2 separate regions of the Mus musculus genome follow, and region 2 is linked to region 1. The links are chromatin contacts, called in public HiChIP or PLAC-seq maps. All regions are on one chromosome and are shown on one strand. The core of a region is the stretch at or near the end of the contact, and the rest is flanking DNA. Distances in the headings are between cores, read along the strand shown. Region 1 overlaps Tiam1 (T cell lymphoma invasion and metastasis 1). Region 2 has its middle 20 kb from the start of Tiam1.

The links. HiChIP or PLAC-seq counts read pairs in DNA pulled down with a chosen protein or histone mark.
Region 2: an H3K4me3 HiChIP or PLAC-seq map of bone marrow-derived macrophages shows a contact between it and region 1, with 2.2 times the contacts expected there. The contact joins two enhancer-like sites. A contact is called at or near these places in 1 of 39 promoter capture datasets (the C10 cell line), 3 of 484 Hi-C or Micro-C datasets (CD4 T cells, CD8 T cells and Th1 cells), 3 of 115 datasets of contacts at active chromatin or transcription factors (the HPC-7 cell line, PVALB interneurons and bone marrow-derived macrophages) and 5 of 9 other capture datasets (adipose tissue, embryonic stem cells, liver and 2 more).

What each region holds. Positions count from the first base shown.
Region 1 is chr16:89,906,846-89,912,480 of GRCm38.p6, reverse strand. Tiam1 (T cell lymphoma invasion and metastasis 1) reads left to right here. Exons shown (of 28, transcript NM_009384.3): 3 at 3,766-3,934. Among named protein-coding and RNA genes, the nearest start is that of Tiam1, 51 kb to the left of the region's middle. Within about 2 kb of position 2,655, at least 29 of the 459 cell types and tissues checked have an H3K27ac peak or open chromatin away from gene starts, as enhancers often do. A contact at or near this core is called in bone marrow-derived macrophages, where this site is marked.
Region 2 is chr16:89,977,733-89,983,367 of GRCm38.p6, reverse strand. It overlaps a transcript of Tiam1 not described here. Among named protein-coding and RNA genes, the nearest start is that of Tiam1, 20 kb to the right of the region's middle. Within about 2 kb of position 2,722, at least 18 of the 459 cell types and tissues checked have an H3K27ac peak or open chromatin away from gene starts, as enhancers often do. A contact at or near this core is called in bone marrow-derived macrophages, where this site is marked.

The DNA of each region.
Region 1 (5,635 bases), core at 1,406-3,905:
ACAGCTTCAGCGTTTGCAAACACTAAGCAAACACAACCTTCTCGGAAGTGTCATTGACCCCAGGAGAATTTGGTCCTTTCATTGGTCAGGTCAGAATGTCTGCCTTGCCGCTGTCTACCCCTCAGCCATGGTCCAGTGCGGTGCACGGACATCGCTGTCCAGGGAAAGCTCAGGAAATGACGGCCAGCACACTGCAGCAGGGTTACACTGCACCTCTTCCAAAATGAATTTGCAGATGTAGGTTTGTGGTTCTGTTCCAATCAGTTGTCAAGAAAAGAAGTACATGCATGAAATGTGTGAGCGAGCCCATGAAGAAGGATTGGGTGTCTGTCTTTGTAGCAGGGACATGGGTCCTACAGAGAAGCTGATGTGTACATTGTGAGTTTTACAGATGTCCTGCTCCTGTCTGAGTAGGCTGTAACCAGAGCTCCCTCAATGTGAAGCTGGCTGTATTTGTAGCTCAGGAGTTGTTTATCAGCCCTGCCCCCTGCTTCTGCTGTGTTTCTTTTTCCAGTAGTAATTTCCTGTATTGTTTCTATCTTTAATTTCATTTTATTTGTAAGTGTGGGAATGTGTACACAGACAGGTGGACACACACACATACACATACACACATGAACACATATACACATGCACACATGTACACAAACATACACACATGTACACACATACACACATGCACACACATGTACTCATACACACATACACAAACATACATATACATGCCTGCACATATACATGTATACACACATGCACACATACATGGATATACACATGTTCATACATACACAAACATACACATATACACACTTATACATACATGCACACATACATGCACACGCACACACAGTCTTGCACTCATCATGGCACATGCGTGGAGCTCACAGGACATCTTGTGGGAAGCGGCTTTCTCTTTCTACCCTGGCCACCCCTGTAATCAGACTCAGATCTTCAGGCGTGGTTGCAGGAGCCTTTACCTGCTGAACCATCTCGCATGCCCCTCTGTTTTACATTATTTCTGTACGAATGTCGCTCCAAGTCTTTAAGTAACAGTTTAAAAGAAAAATGAAAACTGATGAACTTTCTTTATTCTTTATTTTTTAAATACTAAAACGTTCTGGTGTCCTAGATCAGCTGTCTGATCTATCCATCCCTTCTGCCCGTCTGTCTGTCTGTCCCATCCATCCCATCTACCCCATCTACTGCATCCTGATTTGGGAGCTAATATGAATAATAAAATCTAAATCTTCTTGGCATTTATTGTATATGAGATAAATGTTCAGAAGTTTGACCCTGCCCTACCCGTCTTCTCACGTTTAGGTTCTGAGAGGAAGGAAACCTGGTGGTTCTCAGTAATTGACTCATTGCAGATGTTTTGGGCATATCAAGGGCAGAGGAAGAAGTAACACACTTCTACAGAATGCATCGAGTGAGAGGCTGGTCACTGCAGCTAGGTTCCTCGAAGACAGGTGCAATGCTCTTTCCCGTGCACAGGGGTTCTTGGAACCTGCAAAGAAACACAGGACAAAACAATAAAAATCCCGAGGCAAGCAAGCCTCGGGGCATCCGGGTGGAGCAGCCCAAGGGCTTAGGAAAAGCCGTAAACACAGAGCTTCCGAGATGGCGGCTTCATCATCATCATCATCATCATCATCATCCCACAGGGCTGGGGCAGTTGGACTTTCAGCCCTGGGTACTGTTCTCCACCGCCTGCGCAAACTGGTCATTTGATACCTGGCACGTAAACTGTTCAGTGCATACATAGGTGATCTACTAGCCCCTGTTTCAACAGCCCACCCATCCCCTAGGGTGCTCCTTCTGGTCTACAAAAATTCAACAAAGATAGTACACGTTTAGCAGAACCAATCACCAGATAGGCAGCTAGTGGATTATGTAACGTAGATGATCTCATTTAATGCTCACAACAACCCAATAGTCTGCAACTATTATTATCCCCAGTTTTAGATGGTGGATTAACAGTCTGCCCCTAATCACACTGCTAGTGAAGATTCTACTTGCAGAGCCAAGTTGTGACGACTGCATGCAGCGGTCCCAGGCACAAACTCCCACCCCTGAGCTTGGTGTGTAGCCGCCTTCTAATTATCCAGAACCCTGTGAGTCTCAAGGCTACCAGCACACATTCCCAAGGTCACCGTGGTGTCTGGTCACTGCAGCCACAGTGAGTGCTTGCTGGCACATTGTGCTCTTAGCTTTATCTGCTGATTACAAAGGAACAAGCATGTGTGGGCTCCGTTCTAGGCTACCTCAGTGTTTCCATTCCACAGACAAGGTAATGGGTACATTTTTTTCACCTCCTAAAACCAGGGGGGAAATTACCAAACAGGCTCAGTGTCCTTTCCCTTTGTGTTTCATGAATAACATCCTATACTTTTATCTTTTTCAGCTAGTTCTTTTGTTCGGGTCTAGGAAGAATGTAGATAGAAAACATTTTAATTCTGGTAGATAGGATAATTTGTTTTTAAGGATGAGAACTGCATTCTCAGCCTCCGTGGTGCAGGTGGAGGGACAGCCGCCTGCAGGCCGCTCTGCCAGCGAGGAGCCAGCCTTGCAAATCATTGGCAGCTGGCACAGTAATGAGTCCATTTCAATATAAATGGGCTGTTGCTTATTAATATCTGCCAGTTCCTAAGCGATTCAGGGGCTGCTTTGAAATTGGGGGGTATTTGCCGAGAGCAGTGGAAGGGGGGGCCTAGGAAAGGGGATGAACAGGCTGGCTGTGGGGGCAAGCGTGGAAAGAGCACGCGCCGTGGGCTAATAACGGGGTACGGCTAGAACTTCAGTTCCTTCCCCTGCCGACGTGAGTCACGGGCTTCATGGCTAAACAGCACGTTTCCCAAGATAAAGGAGAAACAAAACTCACTGTTCCATTCCGTGCGGACGTATAGGTTTATTTACTTCCTGCCTCCGCGTGGGCCCTTTCCACTCAGTTCTCTCTGTGTTCCCAGTCTGAGCTCTTGCCAGCTTGGGCTCCCATCTCGCCGAAACTATCAACTACCAACGGTGGGTGGCTGCAACTGGCCGGCAGCTCACAGAGGAGGGTCCAGTGGGAAGGGGTAACAGGCATTCATTCACTCAAAGACACTTCAGGCCTTTTTGCTAGGCTGAGTGTTTGTGGTTTCACCTCAGAAGATCAGCTTCAGGTGTTAACAATGAGAAGCCCGTTAACTGTTAGCACTGTCATTCTTGGAGCTCTTATTGTTGTTATTGTTATTATTATTAATTTTGCTAAATCACTGTTTATACATTTTACTTTCTTTCTTCTGCATTCTCCTTGTGAGCTTTATCCGAGTGTGATGTTTGCCATATTAAAGAAACACACAGAGGCAGGAAAGTTTGTGGATTGAAGTTGTACAACCCCCCCCCCCCCCCGATCCCCATCACGTATCATTTTCCTTGACTCTCTTTATCAGCGGAGTCTGTGAGGCTATGGAGGTTCCCTGTACCCTTCCCTTCCCTGTGAGACTCTTATGACAATGAACAATATCCCCGGAGGAACCTGCTCCTGTCAGCCAATGCCCGAATCCACAGCCCAGTCTGCAGGGTTCTCTCTGACCATCCGTACAATGCTGCTGGCACATCTGTGTGTCTCTGACCGAGCTGCCATTGTATATCTGTAGCTAAATGTTGTCTCTCTACTCAAGCATTGTATTTCTTCACATCAAGTTGACCTTAGAGAGTCAGTGAGCGCTTTTCTTTTCTTTTTCCCTTCTGACCATGGCCTTTCTGACTTCCTATCTCCTTCAGGTTTCTGGCACATTCTCCCAGACTCAGGTGAGACCCCGATGGGCACCCCGTGGGGCAGGTCCTGACACACGTCCCGACTCCAGCCACTGACACCATTGCCAGCCTCAGTCTCTAAATGCCACACCGCTCCTGGGGCCAGTTGGGCTGGGCACCACTGTTGCCTTTGAAGGTAGGTCCGTGCATGCAGATTTGAACCCCTGTGTGTCTGTGTGTCTGAGGAGGACTTGAAAGATGTTGTGACACATACAGTAGAGTACAGCCCTTGAAACTGCAATGCCTGATAGACATGATGGGACAGGAGTTCCCAGTCACTTCTGCAGCTTAGAGTTGCAGGTCTCTAACAATTGAGAGGCGTTAGCTTAACCCAAAATGCAATGGGAAGCTTGAACTGGTACTGTGAAGCCTTTTTCCTGTGTGAATCGCCCTCAGGGTCTTTTAGATTCTCACTGGCTTTAGATAGGATTATGCTTGTTAAAAGAAAAAAAAAAAAAAAAAAGCAAAGCAAAGCAAACTGGGTTCCCAAACCCAGCCTCAAAACAATGATAGATTCCTGCTCCGCGTTGTCTTTAAAGAGCAGAGATAAATACAGTCACAATACTAATCTAAATTGAAGATCATTGCCTCTCTGCTATAAAGCTTGTTTAGTTTCTTGGGTTAAGGGTATTTATGTGTGACTTGGCAAAAGCTCTGCTCAGGCATTGTATTGAATTAGTACAAACTTTCAAAGCTTCATTTCAGTTTAATCTTAGCTTCCCCCCAGACCCCCCCCCCCACCTCCCCAGCTTCAGGCACCGCATCCAGTAGGGAAAAAACAGGCTCGAAACCAAGACCTCCCACCAGAATCTAATTTTAAATTTGCAATCTGTTGTCTTGTGATTTTTCCCCCCTCCCGCTTCAAATTTAACTTTGAAATAAATACATCTCATCTTTGCCACTGCAGCCTCGGAGGTCTGTCTTCCAGTCACGAAAGGGTAATCGCTGCATTTATTTTAATAAAATTCTTGATACCACGGGGGAGTGGAAAGCGATGTTAATAATTTTAACTCACATCCACCGTCAGCTGGCTCATGGATGGGGCTCGCACAGCCTCCATCCACAGAAATGAAATGTGGCTTGTGCAGTTAACTTTTGACTTCAGTGAGGCAGGAGTGGGATTTATCTAATGTAAATTACAGACCTTGCAATCCAGTTCATGCTTTGAGACCATCTGAAGGGTGAGCAGGACTGAAATTTCTGTGAAAAGAAGGTGCGTGTACCAGGACTGCCCGCCTCCATGGGACCATACAGCAAAGGGGAGGGGCGACATGGTGAGGTCCAAGTAGAGGGATCCGATCCAGAGATCCAAGTGAGGGAGCGTCTTCCTTAACTCAGATATTTGCCCAAAGCCATCTATTCAGAGTTTACATTCTATTGTAGCTGTCTTTGTAGTGTGACATCATTACTCTTTGAAATTTAAAAAAAAAAAAAAAGATTGGCTTAAAACTTGTTGATATGTTTCGTTTATTTGTCTTTCCTTAAGAAAGAAATGTAGTGGCTGGAGTAGTGACTCATCCCTTAGGAGCACTGGCTGCTCCTCTCAAGGACCAGAGCTTTGGTCGCTGGCATGAAAATGACAGGCGACTCACAACAGCCTGTTACTCAAGCTCCAGGGCAGTCTGCTGTGTGTGTGTGTGTGTGTGTGTGTGTGTGTGTGTGTGCGTGCGTGCGCACGGGCAAGCACACAATCACATAAACACACAAATAAAAATAAACTAAGTCTTATTTAACAAAATGGGTTGTGTGGGGTTGTAGCTCAGTGGTAGAACACTTACCTAGCCTAGTGTAAGATCTTGGATTGAGTCCTACCTCTACAGAAAAATAAGCAACTGAG
Region 2 (5,635 bases), core at 1,473-3,972, 71 kb before region 1:
TTCATAACAATATACGAGTGGACGCCCAGGTTATGAAGTTTGCTGTGTCTGGCTTGATTGCCCCAAAGGTTGTGAAAGGCTATGGGGATAAGATTCACTTGTCTCCTTTGTTGTTTGTTTTTATCGGTTTCATTTGGACCACCATGTTGTGCTCCACTGTGCTGCAGATGGCCCTATGGGTTAGCATGTGTTGGCCACTGCTAGCCACAGTGCAGAGCATCCTTAAGGACACGCGTGTCCTTGTACTTGGTGAATGCGTTTTGTGGTTCTGTCCTCATTCCTGGAATTGCAGATTTCTCTTCCTCAGTAAAGAGATTAACCCAGCTGCCCTCTGTGTCAGTGTTAGAGAGTGCCTTCCGACTTTATCCTTAGGGAGACCTTGGCATTATTCTCCACTTTGCTTATATTCTGCTAATAAGTGGATTTCCTGGTTTTAATTTTTTTTTCATAATTCACAATGTCATTTCCCAATTCTAATTTATTTGACTATCCTCATTTGTAAACTCCTTGTTCAAACCACCTGTCATCCTTTGATTTGAGAGCTGATCTTTTGGAATATTGACTTTGTATACTTTTGTTTATTGTCATGAGTTGATTAGGTAATTGTGTGTGTATGTGTTTGGGCAGATGTGCAGTGGGGCAGATGTGTGGGGGTTCGGTCTCTCCTTTTACCACATGGGCCCCGCAGATCAAGCTTAGGCTGTCCTGTCCTGCCTGGCAGCAGGAGCCCCTGGACTATCCAACTGTAGCTCTGGTCCTGTGGATAGTCCTATAAATCGTTCTTTATAACACTCTTTCAGAATTATGTTGTTTTCCCCCCTTATACGTTTCCTATTTATTTAAAAAACCCTCAGCCGGGCGTGGTGGTGCACACCTTTAATCCTAGCACTTGGGAGGCAGAGGCAGGCGGATTTCTGAGTTTGAGGCCAGCCTGGTCTACAAAGTGAGTTCCAGGACAGCCAGGGCTATACAGAGAAACCCTGTCTCAAAAAAACCAAAAAACCCTCTTCCTGTCACAACATTTATCATAGTTATATTAGATTACAAAATCTGTCTGCCTCTTTCTGTGTATATGTCTCTTTCTATATGTCTCTGTGTGTGTGTCTCTGTGCGTGTGTCTCTGTGTGTGTGTCTCTGTTCGTGTCTCTCTGTGTGTGTCTGTCTCTGTACTTTTATCTCTTACCAGAAAACACAAGGATTCAAGCATTTTAACTCTTTTTATCTTCTCCTGTTTTTTTGGTAATACGACACTGTTACAGATACCATTGTATCTTTTTCTTTATTTTTATTTATACCTGTAGCTGTAATTGATGTGGTCATACCTCAGCCTGTCTTGTTGTACTCCCGTCTGCTGAGGTGGCGTTCGGCTGGCCGGGAGGTTCATTTAGACCTTGGTTCATCGTCTCCTGCTGCTTCTTGCTCGTGTTGGGAACTTGGATTTTTAGCTAACCTCCTGTCTGGAGGGCATCGTGTAATTTTCCCCTCTGTCCCTGCCTTTTCTGACTCTGCTGTAACACTCAGAGCATTTGCGGCTGTATTCTATGAGGTTGTAGGACTTCGAGTCTGGCGGTTGCTGCATTTGGGACCATATCTAGCCTATTTCAGCCACCCACTTTTTTTTTCCCCACTCTGTGATAAACCTCTTTGTTCCATGTTCGCGGAGTTGGCCTCATGCTAGAAACCTATATGAACATAAACGTTGGCTCCTCCTACCGATGCCTCCTTACTGCTGGGGTTACAGGACCGTGCTGTCACCCTGTCCTTAGCTTCTCTCTCTCTCTCTTTCACCCCTCTCCCCACTTCTGTGCCTTATTCTATTTTATCAGTGATGTGAAAATGAGACATACTTTGTTCCCTCAACAAGTTTTTTTTTTTTTTTTTTTTGGTTTTGTTTTTTCAAGACAGGGTTTCTCTGTGTAGCCTTTGCTGTCCTGGAAATAACTCTGTAGACCAGGCTAGCCTTGAACTCAGAAATCCTCCTGCCTCTGCCTCCCAAGTACTGGGATTAAAGGCATGAGCCACTATTACCTGGCTTCAACAAGTCTTTTTATCTTTAGGCTCCATGACACGCCAGACACTGACATCAATCTAGGTTCTTGGTCATTGGAAATACAGAGATTCTCATCTCTGTAGATTGCTTCTAAACAATAAAAACCTGTTCGCTACTGATTAGTACCCACTGTTGGTTATTTCTTCATTTTATATTAATAACCGAATGACCTAGGCTATAAAGAGGTGGTGGGTGTTCCTGACAACGTGACAGAGTAGCTTCTCTGGGTGGATGGGCTATTCTGAGGGGAAGAGGAAGAAATTTGGGGACTGCTTGATGAAGACGTAAAGCAGGCAGGCATGTTTGAGAAAGAAAGTGTCCAGAAAGTTCAGTCGCATCAAGTGGGGCAAGTGTGGCTTCCTTGGCAAGAACAAGAATGGGAGGGACAGGAGACATAGGCAGAGAAGCAGTGATGGTGTCCAGCTCTACAGGGCCTGCTGAGGCTCTTACCCCTGAGCAGAGGAACCATGGATCCAACCCATGGTTTTAGAGATCCAAGTAGAGTGGGCTGCAGAGAGCAGAAAAGAAAGGGAGACAGCTCCCACCCCCACCCCCATGAAGAAGCTTTTGTATAATTCTGTAGAGAGCGTCCTGGCCAGGTTCTGCTGACTGCAAAGTACGGAGAAAAGAGATTCAGATTTGCTCCTTTCTTTGAAGAGGGTGCAATAGAATTTTCTGACTAATTTGATGTGGGTTGCGAAAGAGATGTGCAAACCGCTCCTCGCTGCAGTTCAGCCTGAGCCACTGGGAGGGTTGAGTTCCCCTTGCTGGGCTGGGAAGGTTGCCTGGAAGGAAGGATTAGCTCACACTTGGGTATCTGAACATGGTCTCATGCAGGGAGAGGCAGTGTCCCGACGCCTGTGGAGAGATACCAGGAAGTCTTGGTATTTGATAGTCATGAGGCAGGCTGGGATCTCCGAGGACAGTAAGATGGTGACATTTAGGAGGAAGATCGTTCTCAGGAGAATCAGCCTTTTAGAATGGGTGGGGAGAGGATGCATGCTTGGGCAGAGACATCACACTGTTCTATAGGGCCACCTGTCAGTGAGCTAAGAGCACCTGTCATAGTTGATCTCTGGATGCCTCTACCCCTCCTGATTCAGTCACCATGGGGTGCCCACTATTCATAGTCCTTCCCTGAGAGAGCAAGTCCTTCCCTGAAATAGGATCTGGGTCAGTGCGTATCCCATCCCGAAACACTGAGTGCAGACTGAAAAGGCAATCTTTGTCTTCTTGAGGCTCCAGAACTGTCCAATACGGAGAAGAGGAGTCAGCAGAAGCAACTGGCGGGATCGAAGGATCATGGCGGCTGGCAAGGGCAGAAATCATAGCATTGTAAGTGCATAAGGTTGCGTCAACCATGGCGAAGATGGAGAGGAAGAAGCATTAGGTTTGCCACTTTGTAGGTCGGAGAGGAACATGGCAGTGGACGGCAGTCTAGATGCCTTGGAGTCAAGAGAAAGGGAAAAGAATAGGGCCCAGTTGACAATGAGTGTGAGGTCTATTCCTGGTTGTCCACTTGACTGCTTCTGGAATGAAGTATAGTCTATAGATGGAGGGACGCCTGTGATCCAGAGCTTGAGGCATAGCAGCCAAGAAAAGCTTAGGCCCAGGCAAGGTTGTACACACCTTTAATCCCTGGAGGCAGAGGCAAGCAGATCTTTGGGTTCAAGGTCAGCCTGGGACAGAGCAAGTTCCAAATTCAGGCCTGGTGGTACACACCTTTAAGTTGGGCCGTATCTTCTGCTGGAGGCCTACATAAGGACAATGGAAAAAGGAAGCATTTCTTCCTTGTCTGGTTGCACTTATGTGCCAGCACATCTGTTGGAACCCACTTCTTCAGGATTCCAGTTTATACAGAAGATCGGCTGAAACACCTAGCCTTGTGGGACTGAGCAACTACTAGATTCTTGGACTTCCATTCATAGCTGCCCATTGTTGTGTTAACTGGACTGCAGCCTATAAGTCATTCCATTAATTCCCCTTAATCTATAGAGACATTCCATAAGTTCTGTGACTCTAGAGAACCCTGACTAACCCAACAAGCAACCCCAAGACTTTTTGGATGAGAAAGCAAGAACAGAGCGATTTGTGTATTTATAATTTGAGCACACTGAGAACGATGTGTGGAGTACTGATTGAGTCTGGGTGGGGTGGGAAGGAGTCTCAGTTGGTGAGTCTGGCTCTAGATATGATTGCTACCTATGTGTACAAGAAGTTGGGAGTGTGTAGATGCAGACAGAGCCTTGCTGGGGGCTATGTAGCCTTTCAAGTTTGTGGAAGTCACTCTGAGTTTCTCCAAGAATTAGATAAAAGGTTGTCTGCGGACAGAAGAAATGAGAAAAAACGCCTGGAGATTTGGGTAGAAAGAGAACATGTAAACTTGATCAGTGTGCAGGTTAAGAAACTGGAGATTTCCAGGTGACTGCTAATGACTTTTAAAGACACACTTGACATTAGTGGTTTCCGATCGTGAATTTTAAGTGAGCCTGTGACTGTGCACATGTGTCTTTTGTTTGCCTCCGATTCTTTTTTTTTTTTTTTTTAAAGCCATAGATAACTGTCTGGGTTCAGGTGTGAATGAAAGTGGTCTGTTAAATTTAATGAGTGTGGGTTTTATGCCAAAAGGGTCTGATTGAAACACAGCTGAGCAAATTGAAGGAGGGGATTTTAAGGCTAGAATACAAATACAGTTTCTATTTTCCTTCTTTCCTTTTATTATTATATATGTATGTTCAGTCTCTTAAGGACTTACTTTTAATTCTGTACGTGTCTCTCTCTGTGTGTGTGTGTGTGTGTGTGTGTGTGTGTGTGTGTGTGTGTGTGTAGGGGTATGCTCACTGAGCGCAGGTGCCCATGGAGGTCAGAAGAGGGCCATACATCATCCTAGGCTGTATCCTTGGACAGTTGTGAGCCATTTGCCATAGATGATATTGGGAAGGAGTGTTTCTGGTGTCTCTCCCACAAAAATAACTCAGCAAGGCAACTCAGCTTTCAGAAAGGTGTACGGTGACCAACCCTGGGTAAGCAGGCACACAAGGTGGGCAGGCCACTTGGTTTTTATCCTATAGGAGGGTGGTGACTGTCTCACCCCACGGTGAGAGCATAGCATCACAGTCTGATGTGATTGGCTAATTCATGATGGATGGGATGTGGGATGGTGAGAGAGAGAGAGAGAGAGAGAGAGAGAGAGAGAGTTAGTTAAATATTAGGAAATACTAGGTGTGGTGATCTTCTCAGGTCCTGGTGGACCTCAACCCCCTGCAGCTGTGAGCACCATGCACTCTCTGCTCTAGAGAGGAGTGTGTCCTAGAGTCTTACCTGTCGGCCATAGGACTGCAGGACCAGTAGGGACTCGCTGCCTAAGACAGGTTTTGTAAGAGAGCCTGTAGTACTTGCATACTGCTTAACTCCATACTGCACTCCACTCTGTTACCATTTCGATTTATGCTATGTGGTTGCTTTGACAAAGATGGTAAGAAAGTCAAGTGGTCTTTGTCTTGATGAGGTCACCAACCAAGATGGATACAAAGCCACATGGTTACTATCCTCCATCAGAACACAGCCCCTAAATCTCACAGATTA